Regions from separate parts of the Sus scrofa genome. Here region 1 is linked to region 2. Evidence: chromatin contacts called from public promoter capture Hi-C data. All regions are on one chromosome and are shown on one strand. The core of a region is the stretch at or near the end of the contact, and the rest is flanking DNA. Distances in the headings are between cores, read along the strand shown.

What was found. Promoter capture Hi-C pulls out the DNA fragments that hold promoters and counts their contacts.
Region 1: a contact with region 2 is called in a promoter capture Hi-C map of liver, with 5 times the contacts expected there. The contact joins the promoter of LOC100736825 here to the enhancer-like site in region 2. A contact is called at or near these places in 2 of 5 promoter capture datasets (both in liver), 6 of 47 Hi-C or Micro-C datasets (embryonic fibroblasts, fetal skeletal muscle, liver and 1 more) and 2 of 2 datasets of contacts at active chromatin or transcription factors (alveolar macrophages and skeletal muscle).

Annotation. Positions count from the first base shown.
Region 1 is chr10:48,582,592-48,587,478 of Sscrofa11.1, forward strand. LOC100736825 (protein transport protein SEC31-like) reads left to right here and starts at 1,743. Exons shown (of 3, transcript XM_021064282.1): 1 at 1,743-1,980. The coding sequence starts at 1,743. It also overlaps a transcript of OPTN not described here.
Region 2 is chr10:48,434,860-48,439,501 of Sscrofa11.1, forward strand. No RefSeq gene overlaps it. Among named protein-coding and RNA genes, the nearest start is that of UCMA, 24 kb to the right of the region's middle. Within about 2 kb of position 1,937, at least 6 of the 83 cell types and tissues checked have an H3K27ac peak or open chromatin away from gene starts, as enhancers often do. A contact at or near this core is called in liver, where this site is marked.

The DNA.
Region 1 (4,887 bases), core at 493-2,992, 150 kb after region 2:
CACTTCTACCGGCTCCTGGTGTCAGAGACAGGGGCTGCGGAAACAGCTCCAGCGCGAAGAGGGAGCCACTGGTCTCGCCGAGCCCCTGCCCACCCCTCTGCTCCCGCTCACCCGGCGCTCGGGATCCAACCTCCCTCGGGGTCACTGCTTCCTCGGCATCTTGCCGGCTGGGAAAGGGCTCCGGACCCGGATGCAGACGCTGACCAGGGCACCGGCCGGGGGCGGTGGCGGGGGCTCGGAAGCCTGGGGCTGACGTGCGCCCTCGCGACCCCGCCCAGCGGTGCTCAGCTGACAGTCCCGCTGGCCTCCCCACCTCCGCGGGGGAATTTCCCGGGCCCCGCCTCCCTAAGGCCCCGCCCCAACTCCCCGCCCCCTCGCCAGGCCGCGCCCCTCCTCAGGTCTCTCTCCCAAACGCCCCGCCCCGCATAGGCCCCAGCGGATCGCGCCACCCCTTCTCTCCCATGAGCCAGCCTACAACTCTAGGCCCTGACCTGGTTAATGCCGGATTGGCCAAGGTGAATAAGCGTTGGTGGTATGATTAGCGTAGCTCCCTCCCAAGGTGTCAGTGTGACGACCGTGACATTCTTCCTTGATTAAAATAAATTACTAATTAAATGAAGTGTAAGGAGTCGGTCTTCGCTGCGGGGGGGGGTCCCTATATAAGTCCAGAGCCACTGGGGGCTGTGCCCCACGGAAAGAGAGGGACGATGGTCTCAGGCATCCTTGGGTCAAAGCCTAGATCTCTGTTAAAGGCCTTACATCTAGATATAGTTAACCTTGCACGCATGGCTTTCCACCGGGTTTTGTCCTTAAAATAGACTTTTAATTAAAAACACAAAGCCTCCAAGCGGTTTCTCAGATGCTGTCTCTCGGGCCTAAGTCCTAACTTCACCCAAATAAAACTTAACTCTAAAAAAAATATATATATATATAAATAATCAAATAAAAACAGGAAGCCTGCAGGATGCTTCTCGGATTCTTGTTCCCGGGGAACAAGCCATCAGCTGACAACTGGATGCTCCAGGTGCTCAAGGCAGGTGAGATTGCTGGATTGACCTGGATTTTATCTGGAATGGACTAGACAGAATGAAAAGAAAGAAATCAAGGGAGTTCCCCCATGTGGCTCAGCAATAACTCCGACTAGTATGCATGAGGATGCGGGTTGGATCTCTGGCCTTGCTCAGTGGGTCAAGGATCTGGCATTGCCATGAGTTATGAAGTAGGTCCCAGATGCCGCTCGGATCCCGCGTTGCTGTGGCGTAATCAGGCAGTTACAGCTCTGCCCCTAGCCTGGGAACTTCCATATGCCGCGGGTGCGGCCTTGAAAAAAAAAAAAGAAAAAAGGAAGGGAGGGAGGGAAAGAAAGGAAGAAAACCAGACGAGGAAGGGAGAGCCGCCTTAGTCTGCATTCCAAGCACCGCGAGAACGTAAAGGGATAAGCAAGGAAGCAGACGCAGGACACACAAGGCATCTGATCGCGAGGTCAAGGTCTCTGCCAAGCCAGTGTGGCAAGCTCTTCTGGTAACAAGCTCCTCGTGCAAGACAAGAAAACAGAAATTAGGGTGGGATCCTAGGAGGTGGGAGAGACGGTCTGGGAGCAGTTTTCTGCAGAAGACCAGGAAGGACATCACAGGAGGGAAGAGCTTGGTTTACAAATGAAGGGGCTGACACAGCCCCCATCAGCTGGATACCAAGCATGTAATTGAGCAAACAAGCTTCTCGCTAGTTAGATAGAAAAACGGATGGGGGAAGGGAAAGAAAAGAAATTCAAACGGGAAAAGGCGGACGCGCCCTCTCCTGGTCTCCTGAAGGATTCGACTCCTCTCTTGAGACCTCCTGCTCCAGGCCAGCTCTTCGTGCGTGGCCCTCCACACCCCCCTGAAGTTAACCCCCTACGCAGGGCTGGGAGGGCTAAAAGTCAGTACCTGCCCCAGACCCAATTCCTGAACGTTCCTCCTGCGATTGTTAGGGGTGCCTGGGGTAAGTTGACGCTACAGGCTCGCCTCCGCTATTTTAAACCGCATTAAGGAGAGATAAAATGAGTACTACAGAAGCTCTAAGCAGGGAAGGAATGGGGTGAGGAGGGGAGGGCATACGCAGCCGCTGGCTGTGCGGTGAAAAGGTCTAGGGTGGGGTAGTTTCTGGTACAGAAAGTGTGTCGAGGTGGTTTTCTCCTGACCCCCTTGGTCCTGAAAGCTTGAGCCCTCTCACCACTTCTTAACTATGTGACCTTGGACGTTACCTATCTTGCGGTGCCTCATTCTCTTTATCTGTAAAGTGGAGCCTATTACAGTCCAAAATTCCAAGAGCCTGAAAATCTAAAGCCTTTCTTAGTTCATTTGGTGGCAAAACCTGACCCAAACCGATGTAAAGTAAGTTGTATACAGTGTTAATTTCCATCACTTGGGATTATTTGTTTCCCTGAAGGCACCTTAATTAGTTTGTACGAAATCTGTTTCAGACCCTTTTGGGGAAGTGTATAAATTACATGCACCTTAATATCTTCCTAAAATCCAAAAAATTCTGCGTTCTGAAACAGCTTGCTCGGAAGACTTTAAATAAAGGATTTGGATATACAGAGCTTACTTCTTAACGTCATTGTGAGGATTAAGGGATAACACACGGAAGCACTCAGAACAATGCCTGATATGTCAGGTTAGTAGCTATTCTTACAGCAAGTGTTAAAGCCAGCTCTGCTTAGCTTAAAGAGTTGGGGTGGGGAGGAGGGTGGTGCCCCGTCCTCTCTGATGCTTCCATGACTAGATAGAATCTCAGCGCAGCTAAGAACACTGAAATTATAACATGCTTCCCCGCTGTTCACTGATGTGGTTTTGCGGTAGGTGAATGCAAAGCAGTGTGGGAGGCTATTTAGTGAGATGCTCATTGGTTTCATGCTTTCGGTGCCCCCTCTTGACATACCCCCTTTATTTGGAGAAATGGCTGATCCCCTTGTGTTTCCTATCGCCAAGTATATTTTGCAGGATTCTTGAAAGGCCAACCTTTCTTGTCTTTTGAGAAGGCTCATTCTCAGTAAATACATCATCTACTGCAGGTGTCCTGGCGGGAGAGGGCTGAGAGCCCAGGTGGGGTGAGAGATTTTCATAGCAGTTAGGAGGAAGGGTGCTTTCCCCTCCCCCATCCACAAGTGGAAGAGGGATGGAAGCTGGTGTTCTCTCAAGCATCAAAGACTCAAGCCTCAGCCCCTGATGCTCTAGGAGTAACACAGATATATGATGCATCTATTAGACCTTGGGAGCTTGGTCTCACAGCTTCGGGAGATTCTGGAATCCAGGCTTGTCATTAGCAATAACAGAGCTGGAGTTCCCATCGTGGCACAGTGGTTAATGAATCCGACTAGGAACCATGCGGTTGTGGGTTTGATCCCTGCCCTTGCTCAGTGGGTTAAGGATCCGGCGTTGCCGTGAGCTGTGGTGTAGGTCGCAGACACGGCTGGGATCACGTGTTGCTGTGGCTCTGGCGTAGGCCGGCAGCTCCGGCTCCGTTTCAACCCCTAGCCTGGGAACCTCCATATGCCGCAGGAGCGGCACAAGAAACGGCAAAAAGACAAAAAAAAAAAAAAAGAAAGAAAGAAAGAAAGAAATAACAGAGCAACATGCCTTCTCCTTAGAAGAACCTTTATGGTGGATGATGAGGGTTTCAGCATCAATGGGCTGATCAAGTTAAGGAGCTGAAGAAAAATGGCTCTAACTCCAATGGACACTAAAAGCCCTCCTGGAATTTTCTCTGACCCCAGAGAAGGAGAGCCTCTATTCAAGGCCTCATTAATGCCCAAGAGTAGATTTCCTTTACTCCTTCCGGGCAAGGGCTGGGTGGAGAAAAAGTAAAGATACATAACATTTTTATGTACATCTGAGCTAACAGACAAATATTCATGCTTCCTTCTGGGCGAGGGCTGGGTGGAAAGTAAAGATGTATAACATTTTTGCGCTCATTTGAGCTAGTAAAAAATATTCACACTTGGGACACCAGATCCAAAAACTCCCTATACTATTGTTGCCAAAACTCGGCCTCAGTGCACTGGTGTTGAATAGAATAGAAATGCATGGGCAGAGTTTGGGGCAAAGAAGAAAAAAAATAGCTTTATTGTTTTGCCAGGCAAAGGAGGCCACAACAGGCTAATGCCCTAAAGATTGTGCCCTCCCTGGGAGAGATTAGGAAGTGGTTTTATAGTTTAGGAGTAGAAAATAGGGCCGCAGATAAGGATCAGGGTAGATGCAAGCTTTCATTCTTCTTCAAAGTTGGTGTTTCGTGGCCTCAGGACTGGTTCAGGTCGTCCTCCTCTCCAGTTTCCATTTTGGTGGGGGGTTTAGTTCTGTAGAAGAACTCAAAGATATTGTTACGTGTATTCCTTGAAGAGGAACCAAGACCCTGCCCCAAGGCTGCACTGATGTTTCCTGATTGCTCCTCCCTGGACTCTGCATCCCCTCCCTTCCCTGATTAGCAACTGTTTGAATCTGCCTTTGGAGCCCAGGGAAGGTCACGGAGGCTGAAGCGTATTCCCTAAAAACAAGAAATGGGGGACATAGAAAGGCTTGTGTGCAGGAGCCCGACAGGGTCCTTCTTGGTTTCACTATGATCTACCTATACTATGATTCCATGTATGTGAAATGTCCAGAAAGGAAAACATAGACGGGAAGCAGACTTGTGGTTGCCTGGGGCAGGGAGTGACTTTGAGAATGAGCTTGAAGGAGCTGATGAAAATAGTCTACAACTGGATGGTAATGAAGGTTGCACAACTCTATCAGCATAATTACAATTATTGAATTTACCCTTACAATGGATGAATTTTATGGCAAGTAAATTATATCTCAATACAGCTGCAAAAACAGAGCCAAAAATAATACCAGAAGTAAAAAATCATGCTGT
Region 2 (4,642 bases), core at 687-3,186:
AATGTACAATTTAATGGCTTTTAGTAGATTCACAGATACACGCAACCATCTCCAGTCAATTTCAGAATATTTGCATCACCTCAAAAAAAGCAAGCCTAAATACATACAAATCTTGAGAACTATTATTTCTTGGAACAAGGGGTTAGATAGGGAGAGAAAGAAATAGGACTTTTCTCATTTTTTGATTTTGATTTGAAGCAGGCAAATGCATTACTCATTCAGAAACTAAAGAAAAGGAATTCCCGTCATGGCTCAGCAGGTAAAGAATGCAACTTGTATCCATGAAGGTGTAGTTTCAATTCCTGGCCTCGCTCAGTGGGTTAAGTATACAGTGTTGCCATGAACTGTAGTGTAGGTTGTAGATGCAGCTCGCATCCCGAGTTGCTGTGGCTCTGGTGTAGGCCAGAGCTGTGGCTCTGATTCAATTCCATCCTTAGCCTGGGAACTTCCATATGTGGCTGGCAAAGCCCTAAAAAAAACAAAAACAAAAACAAAACAAAACCCAGAACCTAAAGTAAAATTATTTTCTTCTTCTCCTTCTCCTTTTTTTTTTTTTTTAGGGCCTCATGTGTGGCATATGGAAGGTCCCAGGATAAGGATCAAATCGAGCTGCAGCTGCTGACCTACACCATAGCCACAGCAACACAGAATCCGAGTTGTATCTGTGATCTACCCCACAGCTCATGGCAACACCGAATCCTTAACCCACTGAGCAAGGCCAGGGATTGAACCTACATCTTCATAGTTACTAGTTGGGTTTGTTTCCACTGAGCCACAACAGAAACTCCAGAAACTAAACTAAAATTTTAAATTAAAAAAATGAAAAGATATTAGAGTGACTCAGAGACTTGTCTGCCCTTCTGGGGTCTGCTGCTCCAGGTCAGGAGTTGGTAATCTTTTTGTACCAATGGCCAGAGAGCAAATATTCTTGGCTTCACAGGTTGTACTGTCTCTGTTGCAACAACTCAGGGAGGCAGCCAGAGAGACAACATGAAGGTAAAGAGGCATTGGCTGTGATCCTATAAAATTCTTTTTACAGGAGTTCCCATTGTGGGGCAGAAGAAACAAATCCAAAGAGCATCCATGAGGATGCACGTTCGATCCCTGGCCTTGCTCTATGGGTTGGGGATCTGACGTTGCCATGAGTTGTGGTGTAGGTCACAGATGAGTTTTGGATCCCAAATTGCTGTAACCATGGCTGTGGCAGGCAGCTGCAGCTCCGATTCGACCCCTGGAGACTTTCATATGCTGGGAACTTCCATATGCTGCAGTTGCAGCTCTGAAAATAGCAAAAAAAAAAAAAAAAGAAAAGAAAAGAAAAAATCTATTTACAAAAACAGGCGGTCTAACTGATTTGACCCAGGCTCTCATTAGCATGGTGTGCTCTGGATGAATGCACAGGGTCAGGAAAGCAAACAAGTCCTTTGTACCTTGGCAAGAAGCACCTGACCCAGTGGGAGCAGTGCTTTGGGATGATACCTCGCTGCTTCTTTAGGACAAAGAAGGTGCCATGAGCTTGACCCTGCCCAGTGCAGAGTGGGGCTTGCTTCTGTGTATGATAGATGGCTGCTACCTTTTTTCCTTCTCTTTTTAAAAATGCATCCTTATTTTTTTAATTGAGAAAGAACTGACATATAAACATTGTACTTGTTTTAGGTGTACAGCAGTGATGGTTTATGTGTGTGCCATGAAATGACTACCATAGTAGGTTTAATTAACATCCTCATTTTTTCTCTTGATGTGGCCCGTCTTTGTTTTTTTGTTTGTTTTGCTTTTTAGGGCCGCACATAGAGCTACAGCTGCTGGCCTCTGCCATGGCAACTCGGGATCTGAGCTGCGTCTTTGACCTACACCACAACTCATGGCAATGCCATGGGAGGCCAGGGACTAAACCGATGTCCTCTTGGATTCCTAGTCGGGTTCATTACTGCTGAGCCATGAGGGGAACTCCAGATATGTCTCATTGTTAATCAAGATTAAGACTCACCCCTGAGGCATGCGGTGTACCCTGTAGCCCAGAAAGGTGTTGCTCTGAGGCGTGGTGGAGAAGCTGATATATTCACAGATTCCACTTAAATACATGTATCTGTGTCCCTCAGAAATCTTGGCTGCAAACAACAGAAATGGATCTTGACCACAGGCAACAGAAAGGGACAGTGTAGATAGGTTCTCCAGGGCTTGGAGACCTACCGGGCAGCCAGGAGCCCAGGTGCAGTGGGCAAGAGCGCATGTGAGCGCATGCAAAGGGACAGGCTGGGCCAGTGACCATAGCGATAGGTGTGACCCTTCCCACCTCCACCCTAGACCCTGGGGCCCCTGCTCTGGAGCCAAGAGCTGGGGACAGAATGTGAGCCTTATGCCACTCACGGGCTGCCAGAGGGAGAGAGAGAGAGAGAGAAAATACAGGCCCTTCTGTTCCCTGTGTTTTGTGACATTACCACCTCCCTCAAGGCTGCACATCATGAAAGGTCTGGGACTGCCTCGAAGCACAGGTTGCAAAGAGGAGGAGGTCAGCTCCAACGTCACTGTCTGCTACAACATGTACCCAGCTTGGACTCACACTCTGCAGTTCAGAGAGTCCATGCAGGAGGAGGACGAAACCCACTCCGAGCCTGATCAAGGGAAGGGCTGTGACACAGGATACCTCATTTGTGTCCTGACTCAGTCCTTTCCTAGATGTCCTGTCTTGGCCCTTACATGACAAGCTCATCACCCAGTACGAGGTCAGTCTCTGGGAAGCGCACGGCAGTTACCTGTCCTTCTATTCTGATGAGGGGCAACGTTCTTCAAGCTGCAGGGGTGACCCATTATGGGGTCACTGAGAGTAATTAGTAGAAGCCTCTATTTCTAAATGAAAGAGATAATAGAATAGAGAGGAAAAAATGGGGAAGAAAAGATCAGAGAACACGTCACACGGCAAGGAAAAGCAGTGTTTCCATTTTAAGTGTGCACACGTATTTTGGGTCACGACGCAGAACAGATTTTTTACTGGTGGATGTGGTCACAAAGCATGCAATCCATTAGTCAAGCTCATGACATACATGCTGTATTAGTGTGCTCAGGCTGCCATAACAAATACGCCAGACTGGGTGGCTTGAACAGAAAAGTTTATTTTCGTACAGTTCTGGGGTCAGAAGTCCAAGATCCAAGGGTTGGTTCCTTCTAAGGCCTCTTTCTTTGGCTTGAGGAGGGTTGCCTTCTCCCTGTGCCTTCACATGGTCTTCTCTCTGTCTGGACCGAAACTCCTCCTCTTGCAAGGACATTGACTACATTTGATGATAAGGACCTTATTATTTAGCCTTACTTACCACTCTGATGACCCTATCTCCAAATACAGTCACATTCTGAGATGCTGAAGGTTAGGAATTTAGGGGAACACAATTCAGCCCATAGCATATATTACTGGAATTTTTAAGCAGCTGATGAAGGTGCAGGAGCTTCAGCCTGGCTCCAGTTTTTTGGGTTTTTTTGTTTGTTTTTTGGCTTTGCCTGCAGCATGTGGAAGTTCCTGGGCCAGGGATAGAACTAGCATCACTGCAATGACCTGAGCTGCTTCACATACAATGATGGCTTAACCCACTCAGCCACCAGGGAACTCCTAAAATTGGTATTTCCTGGGATAATTTATACTCCTAATAGTTTAGAGACAGCCAATATTTGTCACTGATTTGAGACAATTTTTAAAAATTGTGGCAAGGATGGTATGGAGGTCATTTTTAGAGGAAAGAAGGAGTTAGGGCCCAAAAGGATATAAATAAAACACCTAACTTATTTCTGAGTCACCGATTTTGCGTCTTTCATTTCCAGAGCAAAAGGTATCGAAGAACATAGACTTTGGAGTTCCCCTTGTGGCACAGTGGAAATGAATCCGACTACTATCCCTGAGGACGCAAGTGTGATCCCTGGCCTGTTCAGTCAGTCAGGGATCTGGAGCTGCTTGAGCTATGGTGTAGGTCACAGACACAGATTGGATCCTGTGTTGCTATGGCTGTGGTGTAGGCTGGCAGCTGTAGCTCTGATTCAACCCCTAGCCTGAGAACCTCCATATGCCATGGGAGCAGCCCTAAAAAAAAATAAAAAATAAAAAAAAAAGAACGGATAATTTTTATTAAGAAAATTTGCTTAGCAGTGTGTTCAGCTCCCAGAGTACATGTGGCTGTTTTATGGAGTTTAACATATTTTCATATGTATTTCTTCACTGGACAAGCAGGATAGTACAGTGGAAAGATGATGAGCTTAAAGGTCATACAAACCCATATTTCATTCCTGGCTCTTAGACTAACTAGCTGTGTGACCTTGAATAAGTTACTTAACCTCTCTGGGTCTCTGTGTGCTCATTTGAAAAATGGAAGTAATAAGGCCTGTCACTGAAAGTAAAAATATCCAACTCGGTGGAATATCAGAAGAGATTACACAGTGTAGCAGCCATTCGACAAATGATAGGTTTTTGTTTTTGTTTTTGTTTTTTGTCTTTTGTCTTTTTGTCTTTTAGGGCCGCACTGGTGGTATATGGAGGTTCACAGGCTAGGGGTCGAATCGGAGCTGTAGCCGGCAGCCTACGCCAGAGCCACAGCAACATGGGATTGAGCCCTGTCTGTGACAGCTCATGGCAATGCTAGATCCTTACCCCACTGAGCAAGGC